2 separate regions of the Sus scrofa genome follow, and region 2 is linked to region 1. A link is a contact called in public Hi-C data. All regions are on one chromosome and are shown on one strand. Each heading gives the region's core, a stretch centred on a gene start, on an enhancer-like site or on the middle of the called end of the contact. The rest is flanking DNA. Distances are from core to core; before and after follow the strand shown. Region 1 holds the start of PKD1 (polycystin 1, transient receptor potential channel interacting). Region 2 overlaps PKD1 (polycystin 1, transient receptor potential channel interacting).

Region 1 (6,544 bases), core at 2,331-4,830:
ATTTTTTTGCTTTTTACGGCTGCACCTGCAGCATATGGAGGTTCCTAGGCTAGGGGGCGAATCAGAGCTACAGCTGCCCGGCCTACACCAAAGCCACAACCACGCCAGATCCGAGCCACATCTGTGACCTACACCACAGCTTATGGCAACGCTGGATTCTTAACCCACTGAGCGAGGCCAGGGATCGAACCTGCCAGCTCATGGTTCCTACTTGGATTCATAGTTTCTGCTGCACCATGATGGGAACTCCCAATTTTATGTATTTTAACAGTTTTAGCTCTGTGTGCTGATCATCTATATATTTTTTGGCCACACCCGTGGCATATGGAAGTTCCCTGACTAAGGATTGAACCCGTGCCACAGTAGTGACAACTCAGGATCCTTCACCTACGGAGCCACCAGGGGAATTCACAAAGTTCTATTTTTGAGAAGACACTGGTTCATTATGTGTTCTACATAGATTGTGCCCCTAATTAGTGTAAAACAGTTGGACTTCTTTTCCCATTTACTGTCTTTTGCCTTAGGTTCTATTTTTTGGTATTACTACTGCCACACCACCGTCTTTGTCTTCATTTTTCTGTTTGCTTCCCGCCCTCTGGGTTATTTGTCCTAGCTGTGCCCTGGCAAATGACATTTATCTGGATTTAGCCTGCAGAATGCAGAAGTTCCCAGGCCAGGGATCAAACCTGGGCAGTGCAGCTACCCAAGCCGCAGCAGTGACAATGCCAGATCCTTAACCCACTGAGCCACCAGGAAACTTCTCGTTCTGTATTTTGATGAATATACTGATCCATTGTTTCCTTTTTTTTTTTTTTTTTTTTTTTTTTGCCACTCTCGTGGCATACAGACCTTCCCAAGCCAGGGATTGGATCAGAGCCACAGCTGCAACCTGAGCTACAGCTTTGGCAGCCCTGGGTCCTTAACCCACTCTGTTACAGTGGGAACTCCCCATTGTTTCCTTTTGTAATTCTTTCCTGGGCTGACCAGATTTTCTTGTTTCTTCCCTCCAAACTCTAATTTTCCCCTGTATTTTATGTTAATAGTTTAATTATTTTTATTAAAAATTTTTAATTATCGTTACTAATAAAAGCCTTTAAATTTATGTTTTAAAGGAATGAAATACCGGCATTTTTAACAACATGGATGGATCTAGAAATTATCATGCGAAGTGAAGTCAGCCATGCAATGAGACACCAACATCCAATGCTTTCACTGACATGTGGAATCTGAAAAAAGGACAGACTGAACTTCTTGGCAGAACAGATGCTGACTCACAGACATTGAAAAACTTATGATCTCCAGAGGAGACAGTTTGGGGGGTGGGGGGATGTGCTTGGGGTGTGGGATGGAAATCCGGTGAAATCGGATTGTTATGATCATTATACAACTAGAGATGTGTAAATTTGAGTAATAAAAAATAAAAACATAAATTAATATTTTATCAAGAATTAGGAATGCCCTGGTGGCTAGGTGGGTTAAGGATCTGGCATGGTCACTGCTGAGGCTCAGGTTGCTGCTGTCGTGCTGGTTCCATCCCCGGCCTGGGAATTCCCACACGCCGTGGGTGTGCCTGAAAAAGAGAGAATTAAACATTTCTCCAGCATCCCCCTCCCTGCATCAAACAGGATCTTTGCCACATTTTATTTCCTCTGACTCACCGTGGGAATTGTTGAAATAGCCCAGAATTTCATTTCTAGATATGTTATTTTCTTCTTCTTTTAAAATTTTTATTATTTTTTGCCCATCTCCAAAGCATGTGGAAGTTCCCGGGCCAGGAATCAAATGCCCACCACAGCAGCGATTAGAGCCACAGCAGTGACAATGCTGGATCCTTAACCCATTGAGCAAGGCCAGGGATCGAACTTGCATTCTGATGGATACCAGTCAGATTCATTACCCCTGAGCCACGACAGAAACTCCTAAGCACATCTTTTCTAGGGATTCCCTCATGGCTCAGAGGGTTAAGGATCTGGTGTAGTCACTGCTGTGGCTCTGGTTACAGCTGTGGCACAGGTCTGATCCATGGTCCAGGAACTTCTGCATGCCACACGAGAGGCAAAAAAAAATAAATAAATAAATAAAAATAAAAAATCTTTTCTATTTCAGAAATCCCTTCTAAAACAATTGCATTTATCAACCATACCTCAATAAAACTTTAAAAAATGAAAAAAGGGGAATTCCTGTGTGGCTCAGTGGTGATGAATCCAACCAGTATCCATGAGGATGCAGGTTTGATCCCTAGCCTTGCTCAGTGAGTTAAGGATCAGGCATTGCCGTGAGCTGTTGTGTAGGCTGGCAGCTGCAGCTCTAATTCAACCCCCAGCCTGGGAACTTCTATATGCTGCACGTGTGGCCCTCAAAAGAAAAAACAAAAGGAAAAAACTTGCATTTTAGTTGATTAATCTGTTTTGCTCATTTGGCATCACTGTTTATTATGGGTCCATCTTCACTCATCTTGAGACCTTGGATCTCATCAGTTTATTATCTGGAATTAAAAGCTTGGGTTTGCCCCTTCCTTACCTGTTGTGTGATCTGTCAAATTTCATTTTTTCCCTTTTTTTTTTTTTTGTCTTTTTAAAGTCACATCTGGGGCCTATGGAGATTCCCACGCTAGGGGTCAAATCAGAGCTGCAGCTGTCGGCCTCCACCACAGCTCACAGCAACGCTAGATCCTTAACCCAATGAGTGAGGCCAGGGGTCGAACCCAGGTCCTCATGGATAATAGTCAGATTTGTTTCTGCTGAGCCACAGTGGGAACTCCCAAACCTTCCCCCCCCCCGCTTAATAAACGGATTTCTATAATATGTGGTTCTTTATGTCTGGCATCTAGGATGTTTTCAGAGTTCGTCCATGTTATTCAGCTTGAATTCTTAGCACCACGTGCGTTAGTTCCCTAATTACATCCTGGGCGCAAAAGCTCCCTGGGCAGAGCCGCAGCACTGAGGAACTTGCGCCATGGAAAGAGGGGGCAAACTGCCCTGGTGGTGGGAGGTCCCAAGCACCCAGGTGCGCAGAACTCAGCTTCTTGCCCAGGGGCTGGCGAATGGCCGGCCGAACGCTGCCCTTCACCTGCCCAGGTGAGGCCCACCTTGTGCTTCACCTCCGTGCCAGGGAGAACCAGCTGTCATACTTCGCCGACGTTCTGGCAATTCCCTGAGAGGGCGCGATGCGCATTTATTGAGTGCCTACTGTGTGCCAGGAGCTCGGCAATCCGAGGTGGTGGAGAGGGACATAGGCGCTGGGAGTGGATGAGCGCTCGTAGAGGGCACTGGAGGTTCCGGCTGGTGTTTTCAGTGTTGTGACTGCTTGGGCTCTGAGGTCTGGGAGGCGCGGACGCCGCGGGCGGAGGGGAAGGGCACCGAGCGAGGGCCCTCGCTGTCGAGCCTGCAGCTGGATGCGAAGGGCGGAGCTCCTGATGCCCCGCCCCGGCCGCGCGGATGGCCCCTTCGCAGAGCGAAGGGCGGACCCTCCTGATGCCCCGCCCCGGCCGCGCCCGGCTCTGCCGCACGGGGGGCGGGGCCTAAGAGCGTCCCGCCCCCCGCGCCGCGCCGGGAGAAGGAGGAGCCGGCCGCCAGCCCGCACTGCAGCGCCAGCGCGCTAGCGGGCCGCGGAGGACTCGGAGCCGGGACGGAGAACCGAGCAGGCGTCGCGCAGGCAGACAGGCCGCAGCTGCTGCCGTATCCCGCCCCGCGCCCAGCCATGCCTTGCGCGGGCTGCGCCTGAGCCGCGGTCGCCGGGGCCAGGCGGGCTCGGGGCCTCGGGACCGGTCCGGGGCCATGCTTGCGCTGTCCTGACGATGCCGCCCGCCGCGCCCGCCCGCCTGGCGCTCGCCCTGGGCCTGGGCCTGTGGCTCGGGGCGCTGGCGGGGGTCCCCGGGCGCGGCTGCGGACCGTGCGCCCCTCCCTGCCTCTGCGGCCCGGCGCCCGGCGCCGCCTGCCGCGTCAACTGCTCTGGCCTCGGACTGCGGACCCTCGGGCCCGCGCTGCGCATCCCCGCGGACGCCACCGCGCTGTGAGTAACCCGCCGCCCTGCGACGCTGGTGAGGCGGTTGCCATGGCGCCCGGCTTGCGCTAGGACTCGCGGCCGCCGGGGCCTGCCGGGGCTCGGGGCGCCTTCACCCTCCCGGGAGAGGCCGCACGGGCAGGCCGCCGGCCTGGCGGGCCTCGCAGGGCGTGGGCGCGTCCCCAGCCTGCAGAAGGGGAAACGGAGTGCGGGCCAGGCCTCTCCCAGGGCGAGGCTCCAGCGCAGTGAGGTCGGCCCGACTAAATAAGGAAAACCTGGGACCGCAGCCGGCTCTCAGCCCGCCTGGCCTCAGCCAGAGGGAAACAGAAACATCCCAGATTCTGTGCGGGCGGAGACTTCTCACTCGGTGGGACTCCGCTAATGCGAACTGACTGAGGGCCTTTGGCATCGTGTGGGCGCAGGGCGGGAAGGTCCCGGCAAGGGACCACGAGCACTTCAACGCTGCTCAGAGCCTAATAGGATGCAGCTTGGCTTGGAGGGATACCCAGCACTTGGGAGCCCTGGAGAAGGACGCTAGGAGATGGAGAAGTCTGTGTGGACGGCAGGGAAGGCTCTCCGGAAGAGGTGGACAAGGGTTCGATGGATGTTTGAGAATTGGTTTGATACTTAAGGAAACTGGGTTTAGGTGACGGGAGGAGGGAACCATGTGTGCAAAGGCCTGGAGGGGTGTAAAATGCTGACACACCATTAGCAGACTTGCATTTTGGAAGAAATAATAACAGGAAGTCTTTATGGAGAGCTTGTCTCCAGCCCTGGCCTGTGCCAAACTCTTTTGAACCATCAGCTTTTTTTTTTTTTTTTTTTTTTTTTTTGGTCTTTTTAGGGCCGCACCCGCGACATATGGAAGTTCCCAGGCTAGGGGTGGAATCAGAACTGTAGCTGCTGGCCTACACCACTGCCACAGCAATGCCAGATCTGAGCCTCATCTGGGACCTACAACCACAGCTCACGGCAACTCGGGATCCTTAACCCACTGAGCGAGACCAGGGATTGAACCCCTGTCCTCGTGGATACGAATGAGATTCGTTAACCACTGAACCACAAGGGGAACTCCTGTGAACCGTCATGCTTAACCCTCTGGAGGTACAGCAAAGATGCCCCTTTTGCAGGGGAAAAAACAGGCCAGAGGTGATGGCGATATGATTTGCACAAGCACAAGTAACAGCCAGTACATGGCAGAGGCAGCATTTGACTGTTAGGAGCTCAGGGTTGGCTTGCAAAGGGTGCAGGTGACTGAGATTTGCAGACATTTGTCCCCAGAGATGGGGACTGGCTCAGGACCTGCTGGTCCACATCCTTGTGGCCTTTTTTTTTTTTTTTTTTTTTTTTGCTTTTTCAGGGCTGCTTGTGTGGCATATGGAAGTTCCCCAGCTGGGGGTCACGTTGGAGCAGTAGCCACCAGCCTATATCACAGCCACAGCAAGGCCAGATCAGAACTGCGTCTGCGACCTACACCACAGCTCACGGCAACGCCGGATCCTTAACCCACTGAGCAAGGTCAGGGGTCGAACCTGCATCCTCCTGGTTTCTATTTGGGTTCATTACTGCTGAGCCACAGCCGGAACTCGCACATCCCTGTGGCCTTGTTTGGGTACTTCCAGACACCTAAGCCAGGACTCCATCGCTCCCTGGCTGCTGGAATTCCTTGGGGTGCGTGTAACATCCCCAGGCTTCTTAAACCTGGGATTTGGTTTTGTGCTGTCCCTTCGGTGACTCTGGTGTGTGGCTGCCTTTTATTGGTGGTGGTGGCGGGGGGGGACCCTTGTGGTCAGTGTTCAGACGAGTTTGGATGTTGAGGGGCTGGAACCGGGTGGGCGCTTCTGGATGGTGTGTCCTTGAGGCTTTGTTGGGGGGTAGAACAGCTTCTCCAGGGGTGGCGGATGGCCATCATGGGGCCACCCTGGGCCTGTGGTCTTGCTCCCCGACAACTGAAGTGTTTGCCGTCCTGGTTGACTCCTGCCTGCAGCTGGTACCGCAGAATTGCTTTGGGCGCACCCCCCACCCTTTGTTTCTCGACGCCGTTACCTCTGGCTGATGGGCTGGGAGCCGCTGTGGGGGGCAGGGAGCAGGCTCCTGCTCCTTCTGGTTGTTCCGGCTTCCCCATCACTGGCGCCATGCAGACCTCCAGGAACCGTCCGGAAAATAAACTGGTGGGTTGGCCAGGACCCTGCAGCAGCTTGCGGACTTGCGGGCTCAGCCGTGGAGCCTGAGCCTGTGTGCCTTGCGTGTGTCCCCTTAGGCTCTGGTCTTGGCTGTTGGGAGTCTGGGGGCTGGTGGCTGGCCGGAGCTGGCGGGGTTGCCCGCCCTGCAGCACGTGGTGAGGGACCCTGTGAGGCAGGTGGATCGGGAGTGGAGGAGACTCCACCGTCTTGACCCGGAGGCTGCTCTGGGAGATTTCTGCAGGGCTGGGTGCAAGGACCCCATGGGAAGCTGGGACCTCGGATGCAGATGTTAAGACTCCCAGGTCCCCCAGGCCACCCTCTGTGCTCTGCCCTGCCATTCTGCCTGTCAACCCTTCAAG
Region 2 (6,544 bases), core at 2,468-4,967, 47 kb after region 1:
GAGGTGAGGGGAAGGCGCGAGGCCTGGGTGCTCCGTGCGTGCAAGGCGGCAGACCTAGTCGTGGTTCGCTGGTACACAGAGCAGGCCGGGGTAGGGTCTGGAGGCCAGGGAGTGGTGGCAGGACAGCAGCAGGTTGCGGCCACAGGAAGCAAGGATGTGGCTGTGGGGCAGCGGGAAGTTGGGGGGCTGCAGCCCGAGGCCGAGGGGACCTCCTGGACTGCGAAGCAGGGCGGACAGTGCCTGGCGGTGTTCTGAAGCCCAGGACCATCTCCGCCTGGGGCCAGGGGAGTGCCCTCTGTCCCCACAGACCAGGGGCAGGGGACGCATGAGCCCAGAGAGGCTCCTGGAACTGCCGGCACCGATGTGGTGGGCCGTGTGCGGGCTGACCAGTGAGTGCTGGCCGCTGCCCTCCACGCTCCCCCCGCTGCAGGTCTGGCGCTCCCGGGGAGAGGACTCAGACACTGATGCTGCAGAGTCGGGGCACCGGGGGGCTGCCCAGCCCAGGCCTGACGTGGGAGCAGCCCCGCTCGGCGAAGCTCTCTAGGACAGGTGCGCCCGAGTCCCCCGACAACCTCCCTGCCCCTTCCCCGGCCTGGCCGCTCACGGTGTGTGTCTGCTTCGTTAGGGCTGGTGGAGGGTCTGCGGAAGCGACTGCTGCCGGCCTGGTGTGCTTCCCTGGCCCACGGGCTCAGCCTGCTCCTGGTGGCTGTGGCCGTGGGGGTATCCGGGTGGGTTGGCGCCAGCTTCCCCCCCAGCGTGTCCGTCATGTGGCTCCTCTCAAGCAGCACCAGCTTCCTGGCCTCGTTCCTCTGCTGGGAGCCACTCAAGGTAGGTGGGATGCAGGGGAGCCCAGCTGCTGGCCTCCGGCCCCTGCGGCCTCCCTGACGCCCTCCTGGCGCAGGTCCTGCTGGAAGCCCTGTACTTCGCCCTGGTGGCCAAGCGGCTGCACCCTGATGAGGATGACACACTGGTGGAGAGTCCGGCCGTGACACCCGTGAGCGAGCGCGTGCCCCGGGTACGGCCGCCCCATGGCTTCGCGCTCTTCCTGGCAAAGGAGGAGGCCCGCAAGGTCAAGAGGCTGCACGGGATGCTGAGGGTGAGCTCAGGCCGCGTGGCCGGGCCCGGCCCTCCCTCTCTGGCCTCCTGGCCAGGGCATCGTCCTCCCAGAGTCCTGCCTTTCTCAGAAACCACACACGAGCCCTTCTCCTGAGCCCTGAAGGCTCTCCCGCAGGGGGTCTCAGGCTCTGCGGCCCCTGCCCTGCCTGACGCCCTCCCATCCCCTCCAACTCCTGCCCTGATCCTTGATGGGCCCCTTCCGTCCAAGTCCAGTGCCCGCTCCTGCCTGGTCTCACGCGGCCCTGGTGTGGCTCCATGGCTTCGCAGACATGTCTGCCCCCAGGCCTGGCTCTTAGCACCAGACCCCCTGGCTGTGAGCACTTTGCTGTCCAGCGTCTGGAAGCCCTGCTGTTCCAGGAGCCCGGGCTGCATTTGGCTGACCCCAGGCCCATCCCCACCCCGCAGGGCCTTCTGGTGTACATGTTCTTCCTGCTGGTGACGCTGCTGGCCAACTATGGGGACACCGCGTGCCACAACCATGCCTACCGCTTGCAGAACGCCATCAAGCAGGAGCTGGACAGCCAGGCCTTCCTGGCCATTACCCGGTATGGATGCCCCAATGCGCAGGCAGTCTGCCTTCTGGGCCAGGGTGGTGCGGATCCCGCCCTTGGTCCAACCCAGACCCCAGGGGATGTTGGAAGTGTCTCGATGCATCTCTGGTGTTCAGAACTGGGGCGGGTGCTGCTGGCAGTGGGTGTAGACCACAGACACTGCTCCAAACCGTGTGTGCCCCGTGCAGCCCCCGCCCAGCATTAGCTCCCCACAAGTGTCAGGAAGCCGAGGCTGAGGCGCCAGGTCGTGCCTCCCCTGGGGCAACACTGGCAGCCCCCTGTTGGCTGGTTCTCTGACCCCAGTGGGTTCGGGGAGCTGAGGCATGGAGCATGTGACTCTGTCTGGCACGGGCAGGTCTGATGAGTTCTGGCCCTGGATGTCCCACGTGCTGCTCCCCTACATCCACGGGAACCAGTCCCGACCGGAGCTGGGGCCCCCACGACTGCGGCAGGTGCGGCTGCAGGAAGGTGAGTGGGAGAGGGGCACTCTGCCACTTATCCCTGCTTTTTCCCAAAGAGAAGCCTTTGGGTGACCTCCCTGCCTCCGGGACAGTGTCATCTACCTTCTGGGCTGCTGGGAGGGTCGCTGCCATCACTCAGGGCTGAGCCCTGGGGGCAGGTAAACAGCCAGTGCTCCTGGTTTGGTCCTGCTCATTCTCTGGCCTTCTGCTTTCAGCGCTCTGCTCGGACCTTCCCGGCCCAGGGGCCCTCACGTGCTCGGCAGCCTCCGGTGGCTTCAGCACCAGCGACTATGGCGTTGGCTGGGGGAGCGTTACCCACAACGGCTCCAAGACGTGGGCCTACTCTGCCCCGGACCTGCTGGGGTGAGCGGGGAGGGCGGGCCAGGGTGCCTGGGGCGTTGGGAGAGCGCTCCTCGCGGAGCCCCGCCTGTTCCCGGGTTCCTGCGGGGCAGCGCTCTGACACTGCCCCCTCCCGGCAGCGTCTGGTACTGGGGGTCCTGCGCCGTGTATGACAGCGGGGGCTACGTGCAGGAGCTGGGCCCCAGCCTGGAGGAGAGCCGCGCGCAGCTGGGCTTCCTGCAGCTGCACAACTGGATCGACAACAGGTGGGTGCTCTGCACGCCCACGCCCCAGCCTTGCTGTTCCCAACGAACCCCCCCAGTGCACCTCACCCTCCTCCTCCACCCGCTGCCCAAGCCCCTGCCTCTGCCAAGGCCCCCAGCTTCTCCGCGGCGCAGGTCCTCCCCTCTCGGCCTTGACCCCTTCCCACCCGCTTGGACTCCGGCCCCACCGTGCCCTCTGCGCAGGAGCCGTGCGGTGTTCGTGGAGCTCACGCGGTACAGCCCAGCCGTGGGGCTGCACGCTGCTGTCACGCTACGCCTCGAGTTCCCTGCAGCCGGACAAGCCGTGACGGCCGTCAGTGTCCGCCCGTTTGCGCTGCGCCGCCTCAGCGCTGGCCTCTCAATGCCACTGCTCACCTCGGTAGGTCCTGCCACCCCTCACGGTTCCACCCAACCCCGCTCCCTCGTGGCCAAGGCCTGGCTCTGATACCGCCCACTGCCCCGCCCAGCCGGACCCCGCCCTGTGCTGACACCACCCCCCACAGATCCTGACTCCACCCTTTCCCTGCCCCGCCCACCCCAGGCCAGTCCCTCCCTCTCGTGGCCCCGCCCCACCCGGCTTGGCCCCGCCCACCTCGGCTCTGACACCGCCCCCCAGGCCCTGACTCCACCTTCTCCCTGCCCCGCCCGCCCCAAACCAGTCCCTCCCTCTCGTGGCCCCGCCCACCTCGGCTCTGACACCGCCCCCACAGGCCCTGACTCCACCCCCACGCTTCCCCACACAGCCAGCCTGACCCTGCCCTCTGCGGCCACCGCCCACCCCAGCCCGACCCGCCTCCACATGACCCCGTCCAACCGGGCTCTGCGCCCTCAGGCTGCCCTGCCCACACTGCACAGGCCCTTACTTCACCCCCCACACTGCCCTCGTGGCCCAGGCCGGGCCCTGACAGTGCTCCGCTGCCCCGCCCAGCCTGACCCTGCCCTGCGTGGCTCCGCCCACCGCAGCGCGGCCCCTCCCGATCCAGCTCGGGCACCACCGCCCACAGGCCCTGACTCCACCCTTGCGCTGCTCCGCCCACCCCAGCCCCGTCTGTGCCCCCTGGTGGCCTCAGCCGGCTCTGACACCCCCTTGCTGTACCCCCGACTCCAGTCTGTTCTGCCCCGCGCGGCCCTGCCCACCCTTGTCCGGCCCTGACCCCGCCCCACTGTGGCTGCGCCCCGGTCCTCTGCAGGTGGGCCTGCTGCTGTTCGCGATGTACTTTGCTGTGGCTGAGGTGCGCTCCTGGCGTAGAGAGGGGCGTGTGCGTGCCAGGAGGCCTGGGACCTGGGCGCGGTGGCTGCTGGTGGCACTGACAGCGGCCGCTGCGCTGGTGCGCCTGGCGCAGCTGGGCGCCGCTGACAACCAATGGACCCGCTTCCTGCGCCGCCGCCCGCACCACTTCACCAGTTTTGAGCAGGTGGCCCAGCTGAGTGCGGTGGCCCACGGCCTGGCTGCCTCACTGCTTTTCCTGCTCTTGGTCAAGGTGAGAGCTGGGCCGGTGGACCCGGGAGGGTGCTTCTGGGTAAGGTTGGGCCACTGATGCCCTTTGCCCACAGGCAGCCCAGCAGCTGCGCTTTGTGCGCCAGTGGTCCATTTTCGGCAAGACGCTGTGCCGGGCCCTGCCAGAGCTCGTGGGTGCAGCCATAGGTCTGGTGGTGCTCGCTGTGGCCTACGTGCAACTGGCTTTTCTGGTAGGTCCTGGCAGGGGGAGGCCATCAGAGGGGCCTTTAGCCCCGGGCTGCCTGTCACTCGTGCCGTCTTTCCCCCAGCTGGTCTCCTCCTGTGTGGACTCGCTTCGGAGTGCCGCCCGGGCCCTTTTGGTGCTGTGCCCTGGGGCCGGGGGTCCTGCCCTGTGTCCGGACGAGTCCTGGCGTCTGTCCCCCTTGCTGTGCACAGGGCTCTGGGCCCTGCGGCTGTGGGGCGCCCTGAGGCTGGGTGCCATCCTCCTGCGGTGGCGGTACCACGCTTTGCGCGGGGAGCTCTACCGCCCAGCGTGGGAGCCCCAGGATTATGAGATGGTGGAACTGTTCTTACGCAGGCTGCGCCTCTGGATGGGCTTCAGCAAGGTCAAGGAGGTGGGTACGGCCCAGTGGGGGGGAGAGGGACGCACCCTGGGCCCAGTGGAGCCCAGGGTGCAGCCGGACTGACCGAGCCCCTGTGCCGCCCCCAGTTCCGCCACAAAGTCCGCTTTGAAGGGGTGGAGCCACTGCCCTCCCGCTCGTCCCGGGGCTCCAAGTCTTCTCCGGACGTGCCACCGCCCAGTGGAGGGTCTGATGCCTCTCGCCCCTCCACCTCCTCCAGCCAGCTGGATGGGCTGAGTGGGGGCCTGGGCCGGCCGGGGGCCCGAGGGGAGCCGGAGCCCGAGCCCGAGCCCTCCCGCCTCCAAGCCGTGTTTGAGGCCCTTCTTGCCCAGTTTGACCGACTCAACCAGGCCACGGAGGACGTCTACCAGCTGGAGCGGCGGCTGCAGAGCCTGCGTGGCCGCAGGAGCCGTGAGCCCCCAGCTTCACCAGCCCCCGGGCCTTCCCCAGGCCCACTGCCAGTCTTGCCCAGCCGCCTCGCCCGGGCCAGCAGAGGCACGGGCCTGGCTACGGGCGCCAGCAGGGCATCCCTACTGGCCAAAAACAAAATCCACCCCAGCAGCACTTAGCCCCAGGGGGGCCTGGGCTCATGCCTCTTCCCTGGGCTGGGTCTGTGGCTTCCACTCTGGCCCCTCGGAGCCAGAGCCGACACCGCTCAGTATTACTACCTTCTGCCACCCTGGAGGCCTGGGGCCAGGCAGAACGGCTGCACGCAGGTCCCACCAGAGCAGGCAGCCCCGTCTGCACCTCTGTGGGCTTCAGCACTTTAATGGCCGCGTGGCCAGTGAAGACCCAGGGTCCCCTCCCCAGTCCCCTGTGGGAGGGCACAGCAGTACTGGACTGAGTGCCCAGCCTCCGAGACGCTAATTTATTTCCCGAGTCCTCAGGTACAGCGGGCTGTGCCCGGCCCCACCTCCTGGGCAGACATCTCCCCCTTGCTAAGGACCCTGGCTGCGGGGAGGGAACCCGTACCCCCCGTCATCCTCCCCCTAAGTTATTACCTCTTCTGTCCCCCGCTGCGTGCACTCACCTCCAGCTGCCGCTGTGCGCCGCTGTGCGTCTATCGTCAGTAATTTATGTGGGGTTAAAATGTATATATTTTTGTAAGTCGCTTTATTTCTCAGTAGGGCCAAGGGGCCTGAGGGCTGAAGCAGCCTGTGCCCATGGTCGCCTGCCTGGAGGAGAAGCTGGGGCTGCAGAGCTGGCCTCCCTCCCCAGATATATGCCCCTAGGGCTGGGGAAGCAACAGTTGCTTCTTGGATCCAAGTCGGGCCTGGGGCAGGTGCTGGGCCAAGGGCTGCGGGAGGGGCACAGCCTCCCCCAGGCCTTTCTTGTCACCGCTGTGGCCTTAGCCTCCTGCCCTGCCCAGGTCTGCTGGTGTCGGGTCTGGGCTAGGGCAGCACCCGTGCCTGGCACAGGACCCCAGGGTGGGGAGAGGGAAAGGCCGCTCCCTGGGGCTGGCTCCCAGCAGGAGAGGCGAGTGGGACAGTTCCCTGGGCGGCTTTCCTGAGTGGAGGCCCCAGGAGCAGCCGGACAGGCCCCTGCCCTGCGCCAGGGGCATGGCCCAAGCTACAGCCTTGACCCCCCCGCCAACAGACGGAGTCAAATAAACGAGCTGACTGACGGCCTCCGCGTCTCTGTCGTGTGTGCCGGCTGGGGCCCCACCAGCCCTTTATTCACGCAAATGAAAACCACCCCAGCTCCTTGCGGGCAGGGAGGGCTGCTGCCGGGGCGT

What was found. Hi-C and Micro-C count contacts between places; a contact is called where the count stands out from the background.
Region 2: a contact with region 1 is called in a Hi-C map of subcutaneous adipose tissue, with 1.7 times the contacts expected there. The contact joins the enhancer-like site here to the promoter of PKD1 in region 1. A contact is called at or near these places in 2 of 5 promoter capture datasets (fetal liver and liver), 15 of 47 Hi-C or Micro-C datasets (adipose tissue, alveolar macrophages, blood and 7 more) and 1 of 2 datasets of contacts at active chromatin or transcription factors (skeletal muscle).

Annotation. Positions count from the first base shown.
Region 1 is chr3:39,846,029-39,852,572 of Sscrofa11.1, forward strand. It overlaps PKD1 (polycystin 1, transient receptor potential channel interacting), which reads left to right and starts at 3,581. Exons shown (of 46, transcript NM_001246202.1): 1 at 3,581-4,011. The coding sequence starts at 3,797. LOC106504252 (a long non-coding RNA gene) reads left to right here. Exons shown (of 7, transcript XR_001303294.2): 7 at 1,113-1,172.
Region 2 is chr3:39,893,019-39,899,562 of Sscrofa11.1, forward strand. PKD1 (polycystin 1, transient receptor potential channel interacting) reads left to right here. Exons shown (of 46, transcript NM_001246202.1): 35 at 431-549; 36 at 626-828; 37 at 902-1,096; 38 at 1,522-1,661; 39 at 2,023-2,135; 40 at 2,344-2,491; 41 at 2,608-2,733; 42 at 2,935-3,109; 43 at 3,921-4,211; 44 at 4,285-4,419; 45 at 4,498-4,803; 46 at 4,899-6,437. The coding sequence ends at 5,378. TSC2 (tuberin) reads right to left here. Exons shown (of 42, transcript XM_003354671.4): 42 at 5,906-6,544. Among named protein-coding and RNA genes, the nearest start is that of TSC2, 39 kb to the right of the region's middle. Within about 2 kb of position 3,718, at least 36 of the 83 cell types and tissues checked have an H3K27ac peak or open chromatin away from gene starts, as enhancers often do. A contact at or near this core is called in adipose tissue, alveolar macrophages, embryonic fibroblasts and 2 more, where this site is marked.